Regions from separate parts of the Anas platyrhynchos genome. Here region 1 is linked to region 2. A link is a contact called in public Hi-C data. All regions are on one chromosome and are shown on one strand. The core of a region is the stretch at or near the end of the contact, and the rest is flanking DNA. Distances in the headings are between cores, read along the strand shown. Region 1 overlaps LOC106017074 (a long non-coding RNA gene). Region 2 overlaps DST (dystonin).

Region 1 (2,997 bases), core at 167-2,666, 110 kb after region 2:
AAATTGCATCTCAGTAAGAGATCTCCTGTCTAATTTCTATTTTCCCTGAGCCATAAAGAATTTTACCTGCCCCAAAGAACCTGCTGCAAATAATCTGGAATTTAGTGCATGATAACCCTACAGAACAGCCTTGCTAGCTTGCTGCATCCCTCAGCTGCTGTCCTTGCTCTTGCAATTCAAACTGCGCTTCTGCTGTGTGATGATTTTCTTTGCTTTCACTGGCTGCAGTCAAGTGTCTGTCTGCCTTTACCAGGAGCTGATGATACCTTTGTGAGAAACACAGCAAAACCCCTTCTGTTTCTGACAGTTGCTAGATTTGCATAGGCTACCCTGTTCTGAGTTTCCTGTGGTATAACTGGAAATAATTTCATCTTGTTTTCCCTAAAGCCCATTTTCTGGGATTCTCCAGTGCACTCACGCTGTTATCTAAGCATTTAATACATACCTGCACCTAGCTACCTGATAGCTCTTACCTTTGGTTATAACTTTTAAAGTTGTACACTGGATTTTGCCAGGAAAAAATCACCTGTGGGATTCAAATTTCTCACCATAATGATTGCACCATTCCCAATGTGTGCTCCTTTGTGCTCCTCAGTGCTGCAGCACGAGCTCTTGAGCTGACTGTTGAGCACACAGCACCAGAAGCACAACAGTTGTCACCCTTTGGACACCGGCATCTGCTCCCTGCTCCTCCAATGTCACCTCCAGAGCCAGAGACGGTCTGTGGCAAAGGTATCACCAGCTCCATGTAGGGACTGAGCAGATGCTGGAGGTGTAACACAGCCTCCTTTGCTCCCTTCCTGGATCCATATCAGTATGTTGTGCTTCTTTGTTCTGCCTTCTGCCTTATTGTCATTGTAAAAGTCAGTAGGAAATCTCATTTCCAGGAGAATGCCCCAAACATTTGGTAAAGAGAGTGAATATTTTATGGCCTATAAAACACTTGCACACTCTTTAGTTAAAGATCTTTTACAGCTCCTGTGATTTAGACTGAAGACTTTTAGATATTCTGTATTTTCTTATCAGCAATCTTTCCACAGTCAATCTGTTCCTACATGGAAGACTATTATCAGTAACTTTTCATGAGACATCACTGTAAAATTCATATATTTGATATTCAGATTTTACTAAAGAGAACTGTATAAAGTCCATTAAGAGGCACATTAAAATATTTTCCTTTTTGAATCTGGCTTCCAGCTTAGGACACAGACTCCAAGCTATTCCATTAGTACTGCTGACTCCCCTTTATATTAAACTAAGAGCTGAGATAACGTGCACTCATAGCAAATGAATGATGCAAGATGATCAGTGTGCCAATACTGCTGTGCTGGAGATATGAAGTTGGATTTAAACCACTGGTAAATTTATGCAAGCTTTCCAGAGGAGAGCGGACTAGCCGGCTGTGAGGCAGAGCATTGCTACCCTCCTCCTCCCAGTGCGGATGTCATTAGCTCTGGAAAGAATGGGAGCACCACAGAGTTATTTATACAGGAAGCATTGTTTGTTTTAAGGCACGATCTCTGATGTGAAAAATAGTCTCAAACAGTCTAAAAACTTAACTTCCAACTAAAATAAACAAATATGCAATATATTATAAGTCGAACAAAGAAGTACCGAACTTTTCCAAGGTTTTCGTGAAAGCTTTTGTTGGGACAACTCAGTGATGAAGCTATTAAATGAGGAATCTCTTTAGTAAATATTTTGCTGCCCTCCACTGGACCACTAAGAGAAAATCCCCTGCTAGTACATGTGCCACAAAGAAGTGAGATCCTTTTGCTTCAGACACATTTGAGGTACTGTGTTTTACCTGAAGAAGTTAGGTTGAATGTGTGAATATTTTCACTGCTGATTTTATTCTGACATTTCAGTATGAAACAGAGGATGTGGAAGCAAGACTGAGAAACATTAATCTATTTGTTTAAAGCCAAAGAAACGAGGTGTGGTTCTTACCAGGCAACAAAAACTGACCACATGACGATCAAAGCCTGAAGAGCCTGAAACCCGGTGGTAGTTATTCATGTGTGGACGTCCCAAGGTTTTTTCAAATGTTCATGTGATTTGCATTTGTTATCTCAGTATTGTAACTGGAAGGGTTACTACTGAACAGGTTTCAGCTGAAGTTTTAGCTTTAAGGCTGCTTAATAGCTGCCGTGTTGGATTTGATTGATTTCAGTTGACAATTAGACCAAGGCATGCCAATAGTCTGATTCATTTTTTACTTCACTGCTTCTCCAAATGATATCTTTTGCTATTTTTTTTTTTTTTTTTTTTTTTGCAAGTTCTCCCTGAGATAACAAATAATCTGTTGGAAATATGTTGTACTCTTTACTGGTAATTTTAAGAGGAATACATGTAGATCTATCTCTCTTCATTAAAGAGGTACAGGAGACAAAATACAGTCCTCAAACCTATGGACAAATATGCTATGAAAAAAAAAAGGTCACTAATTGTAGTGTTTTAAGTCAAGAAGTTACTGCAACATGCACACTCAGTTCAAGCCTGTAAATCAGGAGTATCAAGGGTGGTATTATTTTTTTTTTTAAACATAATAATTCTCTGGTTTCTCTCATGATTTTATGTTTGGATGTAGGTTGTATATAGTAAAAGTTAATTACCACTAAATTTGGTTAAGGTAAGAGGGAGATTTCTGTTCTGGATGAGAGAATGGGGAGCTTCTGATGAACCACATGATCAAAAGCTGTTGCTTCTTATGGGAGGGATGGGCAGCTCTCATAGCTGAAAGCACAGGCTTGGACATCACATGCTAAAATATCTGGTCTACCAGGAAGAAAGGAATTTTTGAGCATTTTAGGTCTTGATGGGAGCTGACAGTAACTACTACCACATGTATTCCCTGAAAATTATTATAGTGTTGAGTGAGGAGATACAGCCAGGTACTGGTGAGCGTTACCTGGTCCCCTGGTGCTGCAGTTAGTTACCCAAGCAGACACAATATAACCCAAGAAACACTCAAAAAATGTTTTGGGTTGCTGGAAA
Region 2 (3,226 bases), core at 303-2,802:
GGAGACAAAACTTCAGGGAATTGGCCATTTCCAAAACAGCATCAGAGAGATGTTCTCTCAATTTGCAGAGTTTGATGACGAACTTGATAGCATGGCTCCAGTGGGGAGAGATCTTGATGTACTGCAATCCCAGAGAGAGGATATAAAACGTTTCCTGAAAAAATTGGAAGATCTTATAATGAATAATGAAAATGCTAATAAAAACTGTAAAATGATGCTAGCCACAGAAGCTGAAGCTTCTCCTGATCTTGTTGGTATAAAGCGAGACTTGGAAGCATTAAATAAACAGTGCAACAAGCTCCTAGACAGAGCAAAAGCCAGGGAAGATCAAGTGGAAGGTACAATTAGCCGTGTTGAGGAATTTTACAGTAAGTTAAAAGAATTTTCCAGTCTGCTTGGGAGAGCTGAAGAGCACGAAGAATCACAAGGTCCTGTTGGAATGGAAACAGAAACCATCAATCAGCAGCTGGATACGTTCAAGGTAGGAACATTTCTCTCTTAACTGCTATCGTGTGTTTTACCACAATGCATTTTTTTATTCAGTATCAGTGTGAAAATGATTGGTAAAATCATTTGAGACCTTGGACAAGTCTTCTCTCACATCAGTCAGTTCTACCTGTATGCATTTTATCTATTTTAAATAGTATATCTTCTCTTGCTTCTTCTGCTATCAATTACTAGACATTGGTGTCTTTGCAACCCAATTTTTGCAGTTCCTTTAACCCAGGTCTCCCTCTCTTCCTCTCTTCCCAATCTTACTTCTTTGTGCAATCCATCTGCCTTTCCGGTTTTTGAGAACTCCATATTGTTTCTGTTCCGCTGTCCATGTATCACACAAACTTCCTTTTCCATGTGGTGTGAATTTAGGCTCTGGTGTTCACATACCACAATCCATACTTGCTTCATTTACATGAGTAGCTTTCTTTTTTTTTTTTCTCTTTTTTTTTTTTTTTTTTCACATGGGTAGAGGCAGCAGTGTCTGAGAGTTTAACACCTTACCACTGTCCAGTTTTACCTCATCGAATCCAATCCTTACCTAGAAATATACTGATAAGAAGAATTCAAGTTAAATGAAACTCCTTTTACAGAAGGAGCTTGTTGTAGCATCCTTATCCAAGATGCACTTGGGAGCCTCTGTGCGTAGCTTTTTTAATATGCCAGCTGGCGACCGTTGTCCAGCTCAGAAAAATACATTGCAGCAATACTGGGTGTAAAGTGTAAGGGTGCTTTAGTGCTGAAACGAAGTGCAGATCTTTGCAGATTTTAGGCTACAAGAAATGAATTTGCAGTGCTCACTGGGAGGGTTTATAAGTTACACAGGTGTAAGCGGTGCTTGAAAAAGCTCCTAAATCTCCCACTGGCTGTGTAGTAGCACTCAATCTCATGTGCTGCTTTGGATTCATTCCGATCTAATATTGGTTCAAATGTTTGTGTGACTTGTAAATTAGTACGCAGTTAATCCTAAAACAATCCTGCACAACGTGATTTGATAAACCATGCCGGTGGAGAGACCGCCTTGGAGAAAAAGTAATGACATGCTTGGCCCAACAGAGGGGGCCTTTTGCTTGTGCAGACTAAACCGTGTTGGAGAGGCAAACCGAAGGCTGATGGTTCAGTCTGGGAGTTGCAGCTGAAAGTTCCTATCGGTTGCAATGATCTTTTAGAGTGCATAGAGACAGAAATCTGGAACAAATGGTTACGTTTTTAAGAGATTCCATTAGATTGTGCCTGTTAAATTTGTATGCTAACCTATCTCAAGCTAAAAGGGAAGCAAATGGCTTATCTTTGTATATGGTTAGTAAAACACTTGGGAAATTGGAACATAACATAGTCGGTGCAGTTTCCTAGGCATTGACTTGGTGTCGTGCTTTGTAAGGTCAATGGAAAAGATGCTCAGCTGTTGCAAAATTCAGGAATGAGATCCTTGTCTGGCCTGTGCAGGAAGAGTGTCCCTGTAACCAAAGAGTGGTAAAAAGACCCCAAAAAAAAATGAAGAAGGGAAAGGAAAGTAGCGATAGCAGCATGTTTATATGTGTGCTCCAGGATTGTATTTATATAAGATATTTGTAAGCTTAGAAGTGTACTTAGAAGTGCAGTAATAAAATCAGAGTGTTTGACAAGTGGAAGTAGGGAGAACAGAACAGGGAGTGTTACTGGGTGACTGTAGGTACCAAAGGCATGCTGAGTTGGGGAGTGTGGGGTCAACGATCCCTCTCCTAATCTGTGAGCACTACTGGCACGCATGGCAGCAAAATGACAGTAGCTGTTGTACCTCTTCATACTTCTTGTCCTTCCAGAGAGCAGTTTTACCCAAGGCAGCAAACTGTAGGCTCCCATCAGTCTTGCTCCACTTGTGGTGCTCTTGCTCACGCGTTTGTGCACGTAGGCAGACACACACAACCTGAAAATGTGGCTCTGGCCACAAAACCCCAGTGTAGCTCCTTATGTCTTTAGCTCCTGTGGTCAAGCACAAGCAACTTCTGTTCCTCAGGAGCAAAGCAAAATGCTCCTTGGTAGATAGATTTATCCACATGATGTCTGCAGTCTCTTCAGGGAAGGATCTGGTGTAATGGGCCAGAGGTGGTTTTTGTGGTTTGACTAGTTTTTATGCATAAGAGCAGAGCTTTGTGCGTCTTCTTGGCATGACATTAAAATGCAGAGTTATTTAAAAAAACAAACAGACTTGGAGTAGTATTTTATATATATATTGTTATATACACACATCCATATTTGTTTTATTTATATTCCTTCTTTGTAATCCACTTATTCCAGCCAGGATGGAATGTTAAATCGAAAGTAGTTATTGTCAGTGTTAAACTGCATTTATTTACAATGCAGATATAAAACTTGCTTTCTGTAAATGAAAATCCCCTGTGGAGTTCATTTGAAAGTAGACTTCATTAGACTGTTACTTCACAAACTACACCAGGAAGAGTATAATCAAAGAATTTGTCTCAATTAATGTAAAACAGACAAAATTAATTACAGATTAATTCAGCTTTATTAGATGTTCCCTCCCCCAGTCTTTGTGTAAAGCAGATACTGGTAGTAAAGAAAATTTCAGTAAATGAGGTCTGCTCAGTTACACTGAGTCTGCCTCCCTCCTCAAAAAGTGAAATACAAAAGAATTGTACAAATGGGGCTTAACAGAGAGCCCTGCGTTTGGGTAGCTGCACTTGGCACTTGGAGCAGTATTGCAGCTTGGTTTTCCAAAAGAGAGACAGAA

The links. Hi-C and Micro-C count contacts between places; a contact is called where the count stands out from the background.
Region 1: a contact with region 2 is called in a Hi-C map of subcutaneous adipose tissue, with 3 times the contacts expected there. The contact joins two enhancer-like sites. A contact is called at or near these places in 5 of 8 Hi-C or Micro-C datasets (F1 follicle, liver, skeletal muscle and 1 more).

What each region holds. Positions count from the first base shown.
Region 1 is chr3:95,014,530-95,017,526 of IASCAAS_PekinDuck_T2T, forward strand. It overlaps LOC106017074 (a long non-coding RNA gene), which reads left to right. Exons shown (of 3, transcript XR_011808535.1): 3 at 1-2,230. Among named protein-coding and RNA genes, the nearest start is that of COL21A1, 41 kb to the right of the region's middle. Within about 2 kb of position 1,417, at least 1 of the 8 cell types and tissues checked has an H3K27ac peak or open chromatin away from gene starts, as enhancers often do. A contact at or near this core is called in subcutaneous adipose tissue, where this site is marked.
Region 2 is chr3:94,906,034-94,909,259 of IASCAAS_PekinDuck_T2T, forward strand. DST (dystonin) reads left to right here. Exons shown (of 101, transcript XM_072036349.1): 60 at 1-481. Among named protein-coding and RNA genes, the nearest start is that of COL21A1, 150 kb to the right of the region's middle. Within about 2 kb of position 1,553, at least 1 of the 8 cell types and tissues checked has an H3K27ac peak or open chromatin away from gene starts, as enhancers often do. A contact at or near this core is called in subcutaneous adipose tissue, where this site is marked.